Linked DNA regions of Mus musculus: region 1 is linked to region 2. The links are chromatin contacts, called in public promoter capture Hi-C maps. All regions are on one chromosome and are shown on one strand. The core of a region is the stretch at or near the end of the contact, and the rest is flanking DNA. Distances in the headings are between cores, read along the strand shown.

What was found. Capture Hi-C pulls out chosen DNA fragments and counts their contacts.
Region 1: a promoter capture Hi-C map of pancreatic islet shows a contact between it and region 2. The contact joins two enhancer-like sites. A contact is called at or near these places in 1 of 484 Hi-C or Micro-C datasets (nephron progenitors) and 1 of 9 other capture datasets (pancreatic islet).

The regions. Positions count from the first base shown.
Region 1 is chr5:128,903,078-128,905,777 of GRCm38.p6, forward strand. The region is part of intron 1 of Rimbp2 (RIMS binding protein 2); the gene reads right to left. Among named protein-coding and RNA genes, the nearest start is that of Rimbp2, 49 kb to the right of the region's middle. Within about 2 kb of position 1,279, at least 27 of the 459 cell types and tissues checked have an H3K27ac peak or open chromatin away from gene starts, as enhancers often do. A contact at or near this core is called in pancreatic islet, where this site is marked.
Region 2 is chr5:128,759,961-128,762,660 of GRCm38.p6, forward strand. Rimbp2 (RIMS binding protein 2) reads right to left here. Exons shown (of 21, transcript NM_001378900.1): 20 at 1,380-1,514. Among named protein-coding and RNA genes, the nearest start is that of Gm42875, 8.9 kb to the right of the region's middle. Within about 2 kb of position 1,336, at least 13 of the 459 cell types and tissues checked have an H3K27ac peak or open chromatin away from gene starts, as enhancers often do. A contact at or near this core is called in pancreatic islet, where this site is marked.

The DNA of each region.
Region 1 (2,700 bases), core at 29-2,528, 140 kb after region 2:
GCATAGAATCAGTCAAACTGGCTCTCTATCATCATTCTGGTTCCTGTGCGAGGTCTATGTCCCACACGGCTGGCTGGAGAGCCTGCTCATTCTGTGAAAGCATAGGAAACTGCTCTCTGAGGCTTCCTGTGAGCGAGGCTTATTAATTCCAAAGTGGTCCGGCTGGATAACAGCTCTGAGAGGACGTGCATGGCAGAATGGAGCACGGAGCTAGGCTACCACTTCGTGCAGAGCTTTAATTAACTGAGCTGCGTAGGGAGATGGGAGCAGAAGCCATGATTAATTGATGGACCTTTTACTGCGGCCATCCAATGCTGAGCCACATACACAAACAAGAGCCACCTGCTCAGCTCTGTAAACAGGACCATTGTGGGCCGGAGAGTTCCTTCCACCACAAGGGCGGGTCTGTTTTCTTGTGTTTGCCCCCCACGTTGACAAAATTAACTAACTACCCTCTGCTCTTGAACCCTGTCATCAGCGTCCCACTAACACTGGACTATATAAATGGAAAATGCTGGCGTTTCCTAAGCATTTTCTGATTCTATTTGCCCTCTAAACTCTTCATGGGGTTAATCTCGGTCTTAACAGCTGGGCTTCAAACTTGAAGCCCAAATTGGTCCTAAATAGAAAAGGAAGCAGACTTTCTGCCCAAGATGTCTTAAAGGTGAACGAGTCTGGATGTGATGTTTAAAAAAGCAAAGGTAAAGGCAGTCTTGAAAAAAATGGTTGTCTAAGGATTGGTAGCATGCAGTCTGCCATGGTCTACCTGTATGTCCTTATTACCCTTCGTGACACGGGAGGGTGAACACCTTCCTTGCAATCTATTCCATGGGCGCATCCCACCAGGTCAAAGATGTCTCCTGGCTGAGATCAGCCTGGGGACAGATCTAGAGCTAAGTCCACAGATCACAACCGAAATTTAAACCACGATTACAGCCCGGAGGATTTGGAGGTGTGAGTTACACGTGGAGGCTGGAAAGTCCCCCTACTGGGTTCAGAAATACTTCTTGCTGCCAGCCATAATCCACAGGGAGGCTGGGCTTTCTGTCTGCCCAGATGAGTGTAGGTGCAGTCACTCAACTGGCTTGTCCCATCCCACAAAGCAGGTACTTACAGGATCTGGGACCAGTGGCTCCCACAGGCTGGCCAGGTCTCCCCTCCAGCACTCCTGGGCTCACTGGTCTCTCAGCTCCAACCGGCTGCTCTGCTCAGCTCTGCACCGGGCTGGAAGACTGTTTACTTATTCATGAACAGCCCCAGGCATGGGAGCGGCTTGGTGTCCATCAATAGAGAGGAAATTCAATCTGTAAATGGGGGCTGCTAGCGCAGGGCATATCTGTCAGGGTGAGTCACACCGACAGAGTCACTGTGGAATCTTGTGTTTCCACAATAAGCAGGGCCCAGAAAACACTGCTTTTCCTACTCTCCCTTCCCTTGTGGGCCCCCCACCCCACAGGGTATACAGTTCTGGGAACCTATGGATCTGTGGACATACAAAATGCCAGTATTGGGTCTCACTTGTATCAAAATGAACTTCTTTCAGAAGATGGTAAGGAAAATGAAAGGTATGGAATGGACCCCCAAATTCTATGTCAATTTATCTTTAAACCCAAAACTCTGTTTTATATAGTCATTTTTGTTTGTTTGGGTTTCTGTTTGTTTTGTTTTTCAAGGCAGGGTTTTTCCTCTCTCTCTGGCTATCCTCAGAACTCACTCTGTAGACCAGGCTGGCCTCAAACTTGGAGATCTACCTGCAGCATCACTCAGCTAAGTCTAATTTCTTTTGATGTCCAAAAATATAACCCCACTCCTGCCCCTTTGCTGCTATTGTTTTGCATTTAACAAGTCTCGGCACCCTTCCCACGCCTGCGAGGTTCATTCACTACCACCATGTCACACACACAGCCCAGGGCCAGAGCTGGGACACTGTGTTCAAAGCTGTCTCCATCCCCAGGAGGCATCCGGCTCCTCAGAAGTGCCGGAAAGCATTGTTGAATTAAAGACGTTGTGTCTTGTGTTTCCAGTTGGCTGTGAATGACAGAGCATTAACAAGTGAAAATTGAAAGCAAGATAAAACCTTCCCCCAGGAAAAGGAGTCAGACTGCTCCGAGCCCCGGAGAGGCAATCAATCAATAAAGTAATTCCAGAGTTCTAAAGACACTTGTGGGCTGCCAAGATGGCGTGGTGGCTCAAGTGCTTGCCACGCAGCCCCGATGACCCGAGTTCAATCCCAGGACCCCTATAAAAGTAGAAGGAGAGAACTAACCTCACAAAAAAATTGTCCTCTGACCCCCCTCATGCACACTACAGCACACAAACATCACAGGTGCATACACAAACACACCGTCTTAGTTAGGGTTTCACTGCTGTGAACAGACAACCATGACCAAGGCAACTCTTATAAGGACAACATTTAACTGGGGCTGGCTTACAGGTTCAGAGGTTCAGTCCGTTATCACCAAGGCGGGAGCATGGCAGCATCCAGGCAGGCACGGTACAGGAGAAGCTACATCTTCATCTGAAGGCTGATAGCAGAATACTGGCCTCCAGGCAGCTGGGATGAGGGTCTTAAAGCCCACAGCCAGTGTGACACACCCACTTCAGCAAGGCCACACCTACTCCAACCGGGACACACCTTCTAAAAATGCCACTCCCTGGGCTGAGAAACACAAACCATCACAGACACTAATCACGATAACT
Region 2 (2,700 bases), core at 86-2,585:
GATCGCCAGGCTTCTGGTTCAGTAATCTCCCCAGAGCAAAACTTGGCGAGTGAGACCAGGGCACTCAGCGGGCACACAATACAAGGCAAGGGGCCCCCAAGCTTGCTTGGATTGAAAATCAAGGTCTAACTCTAATGGAGAACACCTAGGGCGCACCCAAAGCACACCTGAAGATACCATGGGGCCAGCTAGCGCAGTCATGGGAGCTGCCGCATCCGGAGATACTATTGCATTAGTATGCCAGCACCTCGTAGGTACATGCGTACCTCCATGAGCTCGGGACAATTGTGCTTTGAGGAGAGGGAACACCTGCTCCTAAGGCCAAGGGGCTGCAGCTGGGTATTCCACCAGCTTTGGCATGCCCAGAGCCAAGGCCACCCCTTGGGGCTTGATCTGGGATTAAAGTTTTGTCTTGGCTCTCACCATGAGTCAACCCTGCTACGGTAAACACATGGATCCGGTTGTGCTTTTTGACTGAGGGTAGCTAACAATGCAATAGGCAACTCTCCTTGTGAGTACACGCTGGCGCACTCTTGTGTAAACAAACAGCTTTAAGAAATATGTTCCCAAGGTTGGCCTTTCCCGTATTCTCAACGGACACATTTAAAAAAAAAATTGTTCGAGACGATTCATTTCACTATGAATCTAGTTGCCAGGCAACTGAAACCAGGTGAGATAGCCTAATACTTTAGGTCCAATGATTTTTTTGTTTGTTTGTTTTGAGACATATTTCTTTTCTCTCTCTTTCTTTAAGCCCACATTGACGTCTTAAGACTACCGTGCTGTCCGCTTAGGGTAGCTTAAGTCGGTATCTCTCTAAGGTGTCTTCGGTTGCTCACTTACGTGACGGCTACATGCCTGATTAGGGTGTGAAATGAACACTCTTCTTCTATGTCCAAGCAGATGAGCGAAGAGATAAAAACATATACGTAAAATACAACAGATAAGAACTCGCAGTGATGGCGAAACGTAAAGATGAGACACTCGAGAGAATGCAGTCTCAGGCAGGCGTGCTACGGACACTAAGTAATCCCTGCCATCTAGAACCCTAAGGGGGGAGGCCAGTGACATCCAGGTCCCCGAACCTCACTCTCTGTCAGCTGAACTGTGCACCTACCTACTGTGCAGGCCAGGGGAAGACCCTGGGGTCAGGCAGACTGACTGAAACCAAAGGGTCCTTCTGTGGAACACCAACTTGTGTTGGAGCTAAGCATTTGCGGGCACAATGTCCAAAGAAGGACAGAGGAAAAAAAAAAAAACTGAAAAAAAAACAAGGGCAGATGCTGGTGGGGCCCAAGTCAGGAAAGCAGCAATGCAAAGATTGCGCCAGATGGCAGAGAGGGGAGGGGGAGGCAGGCGGGCTAAGGGGGCTGGCTTACCCTTTTGGCCTTGGAGCGCATGGGCGGGTCGTGGGAGTAGTGGGGCGGAGCATCAGAAAGGTGGACCTCCACATCATCAGGCACTTCTTCCAGGAAATTGGAAGGCACGAGGCCTTTTTGCCCATTCAGCTCTCCCTGTAATCACAGGGTAGGGGTGGGGGAGGGAGAGTGGGGATCAAGGGGGAGTCACTTATTTCTTCAGAGCTTATTTCTCCCATAATGATGCTCTGCTTAAGAGGACAGAAGCGAGCAGCTGATTCTGGCTAGAAGTGGCAGGCCTTAGTGGAATGCTGGATAAACACTCCCAAAACGCCCAGATTAGAACAACAAGCCCGGCCACACACAAGGTGTGAAATCCAGGGCCTTGTGTGCACCAGGCAAGTGTTCTGCTGCTGAGTCGCATGCCCAGCGCCCTCTTTTACTTATTTTGAAAGAGGGAAGTTGCCCAGGGCAGCCTTAAACTCAACAACCCTCCTGGCTCAACCTCCTGCGAAGTGTCAGCTTTAGTCCTATACGGGTCTTGATGTGCCTTCTCCAATGCAGCTCTTATTTCAGAAGTGAGAAATAGGTACTAAAGATCTAACTCCTTGGTTCTCTAGGGCAGGAGTGTGGTGAAACAATTGCCTGGAATCTGCATCCTTTTGAGCTAGTTTGGGCTACCAAGGGAGTTCAAGGCAAGCCTTGGCAACTTGGTGAGACCCTGCACTGAAGTAAAAATGGCTGAGGTGTAAGACGGTGGCAGTATGCTAGCCTAGCTTGTGACAGCGGTGACATGGGGTTGTGTTTCTTCATTGATGGTCAGCCTACATCAACTAAAACACGCACAGTACACCACCAAAGGCATAGCAATGGACTCAAGGGAGGGATCCGTAGTTATCCATGATCTTTTTCTGCTAGGGGCTATTAACCAGAATATGTAAACGAAAACAGCCAAGCAACAAAAGACATTCAAAAATAGACATCTCTCCATATAAATTGACAAATGCTCCCCTCCCCTCCCCCAAATTGGGGGGAGAGGGGAAGATCACAGCACCACTGGTCACAGGGCAAATGCCAATTACACTACAGGGTGGGCCAGCAGGTAAGGTGCCACCATCAGCCTGACACCAGAGTTGAACCCCTGGTTGAACACTTGGTAGAAGGAGAGAGCTGTTCCATCAAGGTTCGCGTGTACCTACCATTCCCCTGCCCTGGTATTCTTTTTTATCAGTAAAAAGATAAATACATGAATCTTATAGCATCAGGATGAATACAGCCAGGAACTCCCTGCCCCCGTCCCCATTGCCAGAACCCTCCCAAACCAGAAAATACATATTGGTGA